Regions from separate parts of the Mus musculus genome. Here region 2 is linked to region 1. The links are chromatin contacts, called in public Hi-C maps. All regions are on one chromosome and are shown on one strand. Each heading gives the region's core, a stretch centred on a gene start, on an enhancer-like site or on the middle of the called end of the contact. The rest is flanking DNA. Distances are from core to core; before and after follow the strand shown.

Evidence for each region. A called contact is a pair of places that touch in the nucleus more often than the background predicts.
Region 2: a Hi-C map of pre-megakaryocyte-erythroid progenitors shows a contact between it and region 1, with 5 times the contacts expected there. The contact joins two enhancer-like sites. A contact is called at or near these places in 5 of 484 Hi-C or Micro-C datasets (B cells, Th1 cells, embryonic fibroblasts and 2 more) and 2 of 115 datasets of contacts at active chromatin or transcription factors (embryonic stem cells and pancreatic cancer cells).

Annotation. Positions count from the first base shown.
Region 1 is chr6:72,274,356-72,281,243 of GRCm38.p6, reverse strand. No RefSeq gene overlaps it. Among named protein-coding and RNA genes, the nearest start is that of Gm30782, 23 kb to the right of the region's middle. Within about 2 kb of position 3,468, at least 82 of the 459 cell types and tissues checked have an H3K27ac peak or open chromatin away from gene starts, as enhancers often do. A contact at or near this core is called in pancreatic cancer cells and pre-megakaryocyte-erythroid progenitors, where this site is marked.
Region 2 is chr6:72,510,115-72,517,002 of GRCm38.p6, reverse strand. It overlaps Sh2d6 (SH2 domain containing 6), which reads left to right. Exons shown (of 12, transcript NM_001374030.1): 7 at 431-461; 8 at 590-614; 9 at 1,024-1,082; 10 at 1,378-1,461; 11 at 1,619-1,777; 12 at 2,962-3,362. The coding sequence ends at 3,078. Among named protein-coding and RNA genes, the nearest start is that of Sh2d6, 6.5 kb to the left of the region's middle. Within about 2 kb of position 4,357, at least 398 of the 459 cell types and tissues checked have an H3K27ac peak or open chromatin away from gene starts, as enhancers often do. A contact at or near this core is called in pancreatic cancer cells and pre-megakaryocyte-erythroid progenitors, where this site is marked.

The sequences.
Region 1 (6,888 bases), core at 2,219-4,718:
TGTCAGAGGACAACTTGTGAGAGTTGTTAGATTTGGAGGTTTGGTGGCAAGTGTCTTTATCTGCTGAGCCTCTTTGCCAATCCCCCATGAAAACTTGATCTCAAATATCATTCTTTCTGTTTGAGACAGAATCACACACAGTTTGATCATCATAGGTTTCTGCTGATCAAGTCTGGGAGAATTAGAGTTACAAATAATTAACAACTGTAGCAGATAATGATTTGGAATCAGACTAGTATCGGTTTCCCCACACTGGCATATGCAAAGAGTTGAATAAGCCAACAAAGGAAGAAGGATACTCTTTCTTCCCTAGAAGTCTACCTGGTCAAGGGAAAAGGAACACTGAAAATAGAAAACCCAGCTTTTGGCTACTGCAATGTGGTGTGATGTAATGTAGAGTGATGTAGTGCAATGTAATGTAATGGTTAGAGGCTCATTCCTGGAGCTGAAAGTAGTGGTGGGGATAGTACAGACGAAAGACATTGCACATTCTCAAAATGCCTCTTCACACAACATGTTACTTTCAAAGGAGAAACAGGGACTTTGCTTGCAACCCATCCCTTGGGCGCCACCTAATCCAAGTACTTATCTCTCTGTCATCAGGAGCTGAGGCAGCTGCCTGCCCCCGTGCTGGGATGACTGAGGACACAATGTCTCCTCAGTAGTGTTCTTGCCCAACGTACAGACCTACAATCTAATCGTGAAAAATACCAGACACACCTCACATTTGCAAAATATGAGGAGCGTTCTGCAAAGTAACTGGCCATTGCTCTTCAAAAATGTCACAATCATGACAGGCGGGAGTGAAGAAACTGTCTCAGATCACTGGAGGCTACAGAGACAAGCCAGCGCCAGCTGAGATCCTGGGTTGGAAAAAGAACATCAGTGTGACAATTGATGCACTGTAATTAGTATCTGGAGCTAAGTTAACAGTGTTCTACTCCTTTTTCATACTTCAGTTTTGCTGATTAAGCTGTGTCTATATAAGATGTTAGCGTTGAGGGCTGGGGCTTAGGGGCTGAACCTGGCTTGCCCAAGTCTCTAGGTACAATCTCTAGCACAAGGAGAAACATCGTTAACATTTGGGAAAGTGGTCCTGCTGGGGCCCAGGGCTCTTCCACTGAACTACAACCGCAGCACCTCACCCCATGTATTTCTGATTTTTTAAAAGGTTGTTTCTTTTCACATTTATTTTCTTTTCTGTGTAGGGTGTTTTGTTTGCATATAATTCTGTGCACCATGTGTGTGCAGTGCTCTTAAATCTCCCGAAACTGGGGTTAAAAGATGGCTGTGAGCCATTCTGTCGGTGCTGGGAATTGAACCCAGGACCTCTGGAAGAGCAGCCAGTGCTCTCAACCATTGAACCAGCCCCATGTGTGATGTCTTTTAATGTTTGTAATTATTGAAAATGGAAAAATATTAAGAGCAAGCATACATATAGATGTCCTTTAAAAGATACTGTGTGAAGCTGGGGTTGTAGCTCAGTCGGTAAAGTGCTTGCCCTCGAGCCGTAGGTGTAATCGGGAGTTCACAGACCTGGGCGTGGCAGCACATGCCTGATATCCCAGCACTCAGGAGGCGAAGGAAGTATCAGAAGCTCAAGATTATCTTAAAATAAAACCCCAAACCAAACCAAATATTACAATAACAATAACAAAAGACCACACCAGAATAGTGTGTGTGTGCGCATATGTGTGTGTGTGTGTGGGGGGGGGCATAATTACAAAGTAAGCTATGTCTTAATTACTGAAGCTCAGACCCCTTAAACATCAGTTTAGAGTTTCTACTCTTCTCTCCCATCTTCATAGCTAATGAAAAACACCTAATGTTGACCTTTATCACAACTCAAGGTAGAAAAGAGGGAAATATTTGGTTATGCACTCGGTAAGTCAGATAATGAAGGCCCATTTGATCTTTGGACTGAAGAGCAGAACACACATTATGTGGATTAAATTTGTCCTAGTTCTGGAATCTTCTGACCATAATAGAAAAAAAAGAAGAAGAAGAAGAAGAAGAAGCAGCAGCAGCAGCAGCAGCTCTGGCTTCTATTTCTACTTTTCGGGGATCTGAAAAGCCTGGTCTTAAGGGCCACAGGCATTAACTTCCTGTTGTCACAGGCTGGTCCCCCAGTGCTATCGTTCCAGGGACTAGTGTCCATAGCTCTCGATCAGGCTATGTCAGCTAACAGGGGTCCTACTGCTTTAGTGGCTAACTAGCCCTTTTAGACAGAGGGAATCACCAAGGAACTCTCTGGCTTCCAAATCCTGCAGTTTAAGTTAGGCACAGGCTCTGACCACAAATAGCTGCTTCCAGAGTCTGGGTTTGAGATGACAAGAATCAGAACAAGGTGCTGGACTGAGCTGGGGGCACTGAGAGGCAGTCCCCGAGTCTGTCTGTCTGTCTGTCTGTCTGTCTGTCTCTATTTTCACCTCTGTCTCTCTGTCTGTCTTTGTCTCTCTGTCTGTCTCTGTCTCTTTCTGTGCATGTGCTAAAGTTTGGACCCCTAGCCTTGTACATGCTAGGCAAGTATACTACCACCAAGCTTCATCTCCAGTCCTGTTCCCCACTTAGAGTTTGGTACAAATATTCACTGAAACCTGGAGTAGAGCCGTGCTCTGGAGGCCATTCCTCCCTAGGTTTCTATTTCCAGAGCTGCAGATGTCCTTGGAGGGCACTGGCACCTGTGCCCCTGCATCCTGCTCACCTAAGCAAGTTGTTTTAGGTTGGAGGTTCTCTTCTTCCCTCCTTCCTTCTCTCCTTCCCTTCTTCCCTTTCTTTCTTCCTTTGACTGGGTCTCGTGTATCTCAGGCTTCAAGCTCACTATGTAGCTGAGGCTGACCTTGAACCTCTGACTCTCTTGCCTCCACTTCCTGAGTGCTAAGATTGTAGGCTTGTACCACCGTGCCCAGCCTACTTGGAGATTCCAACTTAATGATATTTCCCCCTTCTAGACAAAGTCAATCCTGGGGCACCTGAGACCCCCTCTTGCTGCTGTGATGTACCCCACTTGATCCCTGAGAGGAAACAAGTCCTAAGAAAGTATAGAATAGAAACATGAACAGAGACAAACCTCAAGGACAATGTCTGAGAGTTCTTACACACACACACACACACACACACACACACACACACACACACACACACACACACACACCCTTAGTACTTAGAAGTACATAGGATAGGCACCAGGGACCGGCCCAGGAATCCCATCCTGGCTGAGTGACTCTAAACTGGAGCCTGCTTTCTCGGGACTTTGGTGATCTGAACCCTGAAAGAGATGGAAGCTGAGGAGTTCTTTCTGGGCTTTCTGCTTCTGGCTGGCTCCTCCATTTTGTGGCACCAGGAGCCCTCTGACAGAGGCAGAAGGAAGCCAGGCCCATTTCTGGAGGACTTGAAGGTGTTTGCTCTTGGCTGTGGCTCTAGGGAGAAATTGTCTTTTCACTGTCTGCAATTAGGGCTGAGTCAGACATGAACTAGCCATGTGTTAAAATAAGCGCCGGTGTTTCTGAGAAGGGAAGTCCCAGAGCCGGCCAGGCCGGGATTAGCTGCTGATAAGGGGCCTGGCATTGTTCTATCCGTCCCCTGAGACCCACACCACATCCTAGAAGAGAAGCCAGGTCCCTTGGCTGGGACAGTTGTGGGCAGAGCTGGAAGGCTTGTCCTGCAGGCCATCTGTGGCTGTGGCTGCGGCTGTGCGGAGTCAGGGCAGCACAATGGTCAGGCATAGAACTTACCCTGGGTGCAACTTTGCTGTTGTAGCCTGGGCCCTGTCTTGTCACGTAGACAATTCTTACTCCTAGACCAGCATAGAGGCAAGTGGAGACCATGAGTCAACCAGCCATGTGTAAGTCCAGCAACCCAGGCCAGCCACATCCCTAACCCCAAGGTCAAAGCAAGAGCCAAGGAATGGGGAGGGAGAGGGAGACCTCTCCAGTTTAGACTCTTCAGTCTTAAGAAACAAAGGCGACAGGAATGTGAGGAAACCACTGTTTACATGGTTCTCATGAGTGGTCCACTCAAACGTGTCCTAACGCACTTCTGGACTGAGCGCGGAGGGGGCGGTGTGCTGAGGTGGGAACCGGAGATGGGGGTGGAGGACTCCGTGTTCTTGGGAAGTTGTGCGGAGGAGGCCAGCTCTTTCCCCTTCGGCTGCTCTGAGCTTCAGTGGGGGCCCGAGGAGGAGGGCAGAAAGGGTCCTGGTGGAACAACAAGGGCCTGGATTACGTTTCCAGCCAGGAAGGTGGGTAGGAGGGCAGTGAGCATCGAGGTTGGTTGAGGGCAGGTGACCACCCGGGGAGTCTGGGGGTAGAAGGACTTGGAGAGAGATGCATGGAACCAGAGAGTAAGGTTTTGAACCCAGCTCCCAGCAGGCGAAGATATTCCTTGGAAATAAAGTTGTCCATTTTGATCACCCCCATCCATGACCCCAATGCTGCCTCTTCACAAGGCTGCATTAAGCTTTTCAAGGCCTTCTGGAAACAGAACGTGCTCCCAGCTACACAGAGATCCTCCCTCTCAGTCCTCGATTCTAGGGAATAAATGTGACTGGCCCCGAGAGCCACAGGCTTGGCCAGCTGACGCAAGCCCACAGGAACAAGGGTAACCCTTCTAGCTCCTCGGTGGCCGAAGCAGTTTTTACAGCCCAAAGAGGCAAAATGGGAACTAAGGGTTGAGAGTGGGCAAGGAAACCACCTCAGGGAGAGAGAGCAGGGGAGGACTGGAGTTACCGTCTCCGGACAGAGCATGCCCACATCCAAAGCTTTTTCAAATGATCCAAACTCCTGGCTTGAGAGGTGGCTCAGGGGTTAAGAGCACCCGCTGCTCTTGCAGAGGGCCCAGGTTTGATTCTCAGCCCCTAACCGGCAGCTCATGAACACCCAAGACTCCAATTTCAGATCTGATACCCTCTTCTGGCCGCCTTGGGCACTGCATGCATGTGATGCATAAATATGTACGCAGACAAAACACTCCTACATAAAAGTGTACTGGAATTTGTGTGTAATCCCAGCACTTGGGAAGTTGGGGCAAGAGGATCAGGATTTGGCTACATACCAAGTTTGAGTTTGTGCTACATGAGATGCTGCCTCAAAACAACAATAACAACAACAACATAAGACAAGCAAATAAATAGAATTCCAATGAAGACACTCTACAATCTATTTGCCAACAATTAATATAGAAAAATGTCTAACTCCTTTAGGAGGCCATTTTAAAGATTTTACTTCTCTCTCTCTCTCTATGTATGTATGTATGTATGTATGTATGTGTGCCCGTACGTGTGTAGGGTGGAGTCTGATGCTGGGTCCCATCTTCCACTGGCCTAGCTAGTTTTATGTCAACTGAAGCCATTTGTGAAGAGGGAACCTCAGTTGATAAAATGTCCTCTCCACACTGGCCTGTGGGCAAGTCTGTGGGGCATTTTCTTGACTGATGATTGATGTGGGGAGGCTCAGCTCACTGGAGATGGTGCCAACCCTGGGCCCATGGTCCTGGGCCCAATAGGAAAGCAGGCTGAATGAGCCACGAGGAGCAAGCCAGGAAGCAGCCGTCCTCTGTGGTCTCTGCGTCAGTTCCTGCCTTAGGTTCTAGCCCTGATGAATGATAATTAGGACGCAGAAGCTGAAATAAACCCTTTCCTCCCCAAGTTGCTTTTGGTCATGTGTCTTCTCACAGCTATGAGAACCCTGACTAAGATACCTACCTAATCAATGAGGTGGGGTTTCCAGTCAGACCCAGGGCTTTGAAGATATAATTTGTCTTACCCGCCATCTTGTCTGGGGGTCCCCAACCTGCCTTTGGAGGCTAGAATTATAGGCAGGTTGCTACAGACACTCAGAATTGGCACTGAGTACCCAAACTCTGGCCCTCAGACATATATGGCAAGTGTTTTAAGCACTGAGCCATCCTCCTGGCCTTGAAGCGGGGCATTGAAGAGCAACATTTTGGTTCTCTAAGCCATTGACACCAAACTCTCAGCGATGGCACATAAACGCCCTGGTTATCCCACACACAATGTTGATCTGGGGATAGACATCAGCCTTTCACACACACCCCACCCCACCCCTCCATTACAGACCTATTAGAGGTATTTGGAGGTTGCCAGCAGAAGTGGATGCGGGGCCTTGGATTCTGAGAGCTGACACCTGACAGTCTTGGGGCACAGAGGAGTCTGTAGTCACCTCCTTTCCTTTTCTTTCTTTTTAAATATGTACTTTACATGTCTGGTGGGTGCCTGGTTGTCTGCATGGACCCCATGTGGGTGCAAATCCCTTTGGAGGCCATAAAAGGGCACCAAGATTCACTAGAACTGGGGTTACAGGCAGTTGTAAGCTACCCGATGTGGGTGCAAGGAACCAAGCCCAGGCCTTCTGTAGGAGCACCAGCTCACCCACAGCAGTTACATTTCTGTCTGCAAAGCCAGCAGGCCCCAGGAGGTCAGCTGGATTCTACCTCAGCAAGGCATTCAGGAGGTAAAAAAATGGAAGCAGTACTCACACACCCAGAGCACAGCTTACTCTGGTGGTGCTGATGAAGGGCGAGGCACCCTCCGCTGAGGGTCAGAATAGCCCAGCTCCCCACATTGGGCACTGACCCCAGCCCACCCCCACCCCCTTCCCAAGCTGTTCCAAGCCTGGGGCCCTGCCCTGTCCCAGGGAACTCTGGCTTTTCTCACACCCACACTTGCACATTCATAAGCAAGGCAAAGAAAGAAAGCAGGTATTGTTCGAATTCATAGCAGGTTATATTCTAGGAAAAGGTGGTGTAAGTGGAAAAGATAAAAACTGGATTGATTTCCCCACAGAAACAATACCAAGATGAGAAATCCTGAGCTAGGGAAAGAATTCTATGAAAAAAAAAAAAAAAGTCCTGACCTGGTCATGAAAACCC
Region 2 (6,888 bases), core at 3,108-5,607, 230 kb before region 1:
ATTTGGGCAGCAGAGGCAGGCAGATCTCTGTGAATTCAAGGCCAGTCTGATTTACTTAGAGAATTTTGGATTAATTGAGGCTGCCTAGTGAGACCCTGCCTCAAAAAGAATAAAAAAATAGATTAAAAAAGAAAAACAAGGGTTGGAGAGATGGTTCAGTGGTTAGGAGCATGGCTGTTCTTTCAGAGGTTCTGAGTTCATTTTTCAGCAACCACAGTGGCTCACAACCATCTGTAAAGGGATCCAATGCCCTCTTCTGGTGTGTCTGGAGACAGTGACAGTGTACTCACATATATAAAATAAATCTTAAAAAAAGAAAGGAAGGAAGGAAGGAAGGGAGGAAGGAAGGAAGGAAGGAAGAAAGAAAGAAAGAAGACAGAACAAAAAAAAAAAATCCTCTGAGCTCTGCTCCCCAATTTATTCTTTGTAGGTCAGTGGCTGGTTACCAGGAGGCTCGGAATGTAAGAGGCTAGTGGTCAAGGAAGAAGAGAGCCCAGAGGGGTGGGAGGGAGGCCTAGGGTGGGACTTCAGGTTTTGGGCAGCGGCCTGGAAGGCCAGTTCTCATCTGACCAGACTTCCTGTGTCCCAGGGAGCTATGGATGGTGCGTTGAAAGGTAAGTACACACCGCTTCATCTCCATGGGTCTGCTCTGCTAGGATCTTACTCCCTCTGGCAACAGATCCTCCCCCCCCAGGTCCTCAGGTTCTGTTTACTTCACCAAAGGGGTCCATGCAGCTATGACTTCTGCCTGATCAGGCCTGAGAGGACCCTCTTGGGCCTTTCCCAGGGTCTGCACTAACTCGAAAAGCAGCCAGTATGTGTCCCAAGATCAGTTCTCACTTGGAAATCAGGCAAGGCCTGTCTGGTAGGTCCTCCCTGAGTGTCAGGCCTGGGAAGACAAGGTGCACAGAATGGCCAATGTTAGGTTTCAAACATGCTGGCACCCTCTGCTGCAGTAGTCCCCCATGAAGCCTTCTTACCCATCCCCTTCCTGGTTCCAGCCTTCTTCTCTGCTTCTTTCAGCAGGAAGGAGGCTGTCTGCTTCCTCCATAGCCCCTGCTCTGAGTAGCTCTGTTGCTGAGGTGAGCTGGGGCAGATGTGGGAGATGTCTGTGGGAAGCAGAGTCCTTGCCCAGGAGCCCTCCTAATCCTGGGGCCTTTACACCCCCATGAGGAACACGCGTGTGCACTTAACCGGGTGTGCAGCTCCCCCGTCCCCGTGCTGCACCCCAGGCACAGACACTACTTGGTTTGGCCTGTAGGACTCAGGCTGGGGCTGGCAGATGGAAACACAAATAACTGTACCCCAGGGTTCTCTGCTCGCCATGAGCAGCTCAGCACTTGGGTGTCTCTTTGAGTAGCTCTGTGTATTGTACAGAATGGTAGTCTGCTGGGTCAGCCTTGGTACTCTGGAAACTGTGACCGTCAGTCTGTTGAGAGAGCCCTGCTTCACTTCCAAAAGGTGGGCATCTGTCAACTCTTGGCCTTCTCTGAAAGTCCTCTAGTCTCTGCCCATGCCTGATGAGGCTGGCAGTAAGGGCGGGGGAGGCGCTTCACATAATTAGTCAGCTGGCCTTAGGCAACTAAGATGAAGTTCATGGCTGGGGTCTCCTCCACAGGATGGGGCCTACACGGTGCGCCTCAGCTCTGGGCCTCACAGTTCCCAGCCCTTCACTTTGGCAGTACTCCTCAGAGGCCGTGTCTTCAACATTCCCATCCGGCAACTGGACGGTGGGCACCACTATGCCCTGGGTCGGGAGGGCAGGAATCATGAGGAGGTGGGTACCGGATGAGTCATGGGCCAATCACCGAGGTGGGTCAAAGAGCAGCACCCTGGGCCTTGCCTGGAGCATGTGTGTTTTCGGGGGGTGGGGGACACCGATTGCTTCCCTCCCTCACCCTGGCTTGAACAGAAATGCCTCTGAGGTAGTTCTGTCTCTAAGTGCCTGCCTTGCAATATGAAGGTCTGAGTTTTACCCCCAGAGCCTCAGGGGGTAAAGTAAGGCAGGAGAGGTGGCTCAGGTTTATTTATAATCTTGGGCTGGGAGGTTGAGAAACAGGTATCCAAGTCAGTGAGAGGCCTTGTCTCAGAAGACAAGGTTGGGACTGGAGAGATGGCACTCACTGGTTTGAACTGGGGTTCCCCGTACCCACATGGCCGGCACACTTGTCTATAGCCCCAGTTCTGAGGGTCTTAGCGCCCTCTCTGGCCTCTGTAAGCACACATGCATGAGATGCACATATATCCGTGTAGGTAAGACACTCGTACCTATTTAAAAAAAAAAATTAAAAGAAAAATCCTAATAAACAAGGTAGCTAGGCATGGTGGTACTCACCTTCAATCCTACTCCTTGGGAGCTAGAAGCAGATGGATCTCTTTAGTTCTAGACCAGCTGGAACTACGCAGTGAGACCGTGTTTAAAAACAAAATAAAGCTGTGTGTGTGTGTGTGTGTGTGTGTATGTGTGTGTGTGTGTGTGTGTAGCCAGAGGCCGGAACATCTTCCCAGACATCTGGCACTGTGAAAAGAGGCCTATCTTTTCTGGGAAGGACTTCCGTGTGCCATGGTTCAGTCTTCATAGGGTCAAGGTGAGGGCAATGAGACCATCTGAGAGGAGGGCAGAAATCTCCAAGGACCTTTCTCCCCAGCAACTGGCTTCAGACCTAGACAGTTGCCCACCACTCAGCTTCCATTGAGAGAGGCCACAGCCAAGGACCAGGCCTAAAGCAGTTCTCGCCCAGCTCTGGAAGCCCGAGGCTGGCCAATAGCATAGCATGCTGGTGCAGTGGCAGGCTCACAACCAGACAGCAGAGCGGCGTTTCAGTCTCATAGCGTGGGGGGAAGAAAAAATATCTAGAAAAATGCCAGCCAGCTCCCCTGCCAGGCCCTACAGTTGCCTTAGAAAGTTGTTGGCAGACTGAAGCCTAAGGGACCCACAGATGCCCTGCCTGCCTTATCCAGCTCTTCTCCTCTGTGGCCGCCATGGTTCAGCATTACACGAAGCACCCCCTGCCCCTTGTGGACGGACACAGTGGCAACCGGGGACTCACCTACCTGCGCTTCCCCACCAAGCCCTGAAGAAACAGCAGCACACAGATCCCCCTCAGGCACGTGATGTGTGCCCCATTCACTTTCTCTCCCACTTTAGGCTGTTTTCTTTTCCCTGCCTTCCTCCACCCCAAAAGCTCTGCAGGTTCAAACTGAGAGGCATGAAGATGGCCACCTGGGAGGCTGGCTTCCTCAGAGACACTGCCTCTCCTTAGACTGACTTCTTGTGTGTGGTTTGCATCTTCTGGGAGGAACTAGGTTCCCAGCACACAGTATACTTTCAATAAACATTTACTGACTGAATTCTCTCTTAATACCGCACACACACCTTTTTGAGTATTATAGTAGGTACAACTGTGTGTGATCACGTGCATGGGAGTGCCTATGTCCACAGAGGACAGACTCATCGGATACTCTGGAGCTGGAACGAGGGGGTCAGGAGGTGTAAGTTTCCAAAAGTAGGTGCTGGGAAGAGCAATAATGGTTGTATAGTCCCTGAGCTATCCCTACAGCATAGGGGAGGGATTCTAGAGTATGCTGAGAATAGCGGCCTTCCCCAGAAGGCCTTATACTTCCTGAGAGGAATGGAGTAATGTCGCTGTGTGGGTCTATTTCGTAGGCTAAACTGCAGAGGAAAGGGTTCGGGCTTTTGTTCTTCTAAATTCTTCTAAATTCTTTGCCAAGGAGAAGGGCCAGGCCAATAAACTGACCTTTGTTCATGCTTGCTGGTCGTGGGCAAGGAAGGGGGGAGGAGGCTCAAGGTTTCTGGAGGAGAGAGAGGCTGATGGTAAGCATTTGATGTCTAGCTTTATAGCGTTATAGGAAGGACCCCAGGAGACAGTCTGGATGAAAGCCTAGAGGATGAATAAAGGCGCTGGGAGCCTGGGCCAGTGGATGGTAGAGGCTCTGCGACCCAAAGCTGAGCTGCCTGGCAGGACGTGGGCCCAGCGGGAATAAGGGGCTCCGGGTTGGGCTGGCAGCCAGCAACCCACAGGCTGGCCCAGGGCGGGGGTGTCTCCGGGCCCTGGCGTGGAGCCTGGAACACCCCGTGCCGGAAGCACCACGTGACCATGACTCCGCAGAAGTCTCCAGCGGCCGGGAAACAAAGGGCAGCTCAGGGGCTGCCTGGCATGGGGGCTGGCACGGAGGGCACGGTTCCCACTGGTGCCATGCTGCACCCCAATACCTCTGGACCGTCTCCTGGGGAACCTAGAGTCTGGCGTGACCTGGAGGCTTGTGGGATGTCCGGGGCGGAAGCCAGGGCCTAGGGATCTGCTGGCGAGGAAGGGGGTGGGGCGGGCCACGTGGGCTGCGGGAGCGTGCACTGTCGCCTCCGTTCGTCATCACCCTCCGGCAGATTACCCTCCCTGAGCTGTAATAGATGGGAAGATAATTGTCCCTGCCCAATCATCGACCTCCGGTTAGGAGGCTTAAGTGAGGGCCTTCCTGCGTAAGAGGCGCATCATGAGCCACACTCTGGCTCCCTTCTCTTACACCAGCCCAGAATTCGGGTCAATTAACTGCTACTGATAAAGCCCAGCAGGATGCAGGCTCAAGCCAGGAGTCTGATCATGGACAGCACCTGCCCAGTGTTGCAGGAGTGGGGGGATCTCAGCCTGCGGAGGGTAGGGACTCTCTGCTGCCTGCCAGGCCTGTTAGCCTAGCATTTCTTTTTACCCCAGGCCACTTCTAGGCTCAAGCAGTGGAAATGGCCTCTCTCTCCTACCATTTCTCCAGGCACCTACGGACTTAGGATGTGGGCCACTGGCACTTTGGGGTGCCCTCATCTGCTTTGAAGACAGAAAAGCCTTTTCAGGCCTTTTAAATGAGTTCTGAACTCCCTTATCGGTAAACTAAGAGCGCTTTTGTTATTGGCTGCAAAGGTACTTCATGCTGGGGCAGGAGATAGGTAGTTCTTAGCTAGCCTGGTTTATATAGTGAGTTCCAGTCCACTTAGAACTGCGTACAAACAGTCTCAGAACAAACCCCCAATACATATTACAAAAGAAAAAAAAAAAAAAAGAGGTAACTTTCATTCATTGTTCCTGCAAGAATCAGGGAAACTGTCCAGGTAGTGTGGGCAGTACCTAATTATTAGAGCCCCCATGGCAGAAATGAGCATGATCCTTAGGACAGCAGGCCATCAAGGTGGTTGGTTCAGTGTGTGGGTCAGTTTCCTGCCAAGGCTGACACAGGGTGGAAGAAGAGAACCATCTTGGCTATGTTAGCCTCTGACCTCCACATGCTGCGGCCTCCTCCCACCGTAGAAAGACACTGAAAGAGAAAAGAGCAAGGCCCAGAACTGGCTTAGCACCTCCTTAGCTGACAGATGTGTATCCAGATGTCTTCTCTCCCTGGGACCCAACCCATTCTGGCCTTCCCCACCTTCCTCTCCCTCCTCCTAGCCTTGGTCCCTGCTACTTACCTTTCACCCACCCAGAACCAACCTGTCATCCCCATATCAGATAGTCAGGACAATGAAGACAGTTGGTGACAAGTGTTGAAAAATTCATTCTATCCCAAGTTCCTCAAAGCTGACAATATGGACTCATTTTAACATGCAAGTTCAAGCCAAGATTGTCTTAAAGCTCTATTTTTTTTTTTTTTTTAAATTCAAAGACAACAGTTTTATTACACTTTGAGGTTTTGGTTTCGTTTTGAGACAAGGTTTCATGTTGCCCAGGTTGGCATCAAACTTGCTGTGCAGCTAAGGATGACCTTGAACTCCTGACTCATCTGACTCCACCTTTTGAGCATTGAGATAATAGACATGGGTCACCATGGCCAGTTTGTTCCACACTGGGGACCAAGCATAGGGCTTCATAAATGTTGGGCAAGCACCCTACCAACTGAGCTACGTCACTAGCCAGTAGTTAATTCCTTTTGAGTAGATGAATGTGTACAGTTATAGCTGGCTGGCAACCATCCCATCTTTCCAGGCTTTTTGCCTTTCTAAATGTGAAGGAATAAAAATGGCAGGGGCAGGCCTGGAGGAACCTGGGAGGCCTGGTAAGGAGTGTGAGCATGGAGGGTATGAGCATTAGAGGACACAGGGGGAGCACTCCTCCAGTTTCCTACAGCAGAGATCAGTGAGCCAGCACAGATGCAGGGAGAGTGGGAGGCTTCGGGTATTTCTGTAATTCCATGGAGACGGAAGCCTTTGACTTTCCACTGCCGACCCTGCCAAGCACTCAACCACGTTTCCTGAGGTGAACAGGCCAGACTAGAAAATTCCAGGCAGGGTCATCTGCTGAGAGAACAAGTCCTTGAGAGATACTGTGCGTGACAGATACCAAATGGTTTGTTACTGAGGACCTGAAAGACTAGGTGAGCCCAGGAAGTATGCGGCTGGGGAGGATGTGAAAGCCATGGCCCAGGCCATAACACATCTGCTGGGTTCCCAGTGTGATCTAAGTTAACCATCCAGGCTTGCAGCTGACCTGAGAGGAACGTGTACAGAAGAGTCCAAGTGTGGCTGAGCCATGCATCCTCTGTGTAGCCCTGACCTCGGTCACCCCCTGCCTCCCCTCCCTCCTTGCTTATTCTAGGAATCAAACCCAGGGGCTTGTATATGCTAAACAGGCATCTAACACTGAGAGCTGTTTTTGCTGCGATGATTCTTGTTATTCTGCCCATACTAAGCTTGAATTTGCCATTCCCCTGCCTGGGCCTCCCAAGCAGTTGAGATTACAGGCATGCAGAGATTTCCCAATTAGAGTCTGGGTTATGTTGGCTTTATTTGTTTCTTTGCCATGCATCGATGAGAAGCCAACCCAGGGCCTGGTACATGCTTAGATAAGCACTGCACCACTGAGCTGCAGCTCCAGCCCTCCTCTTTGA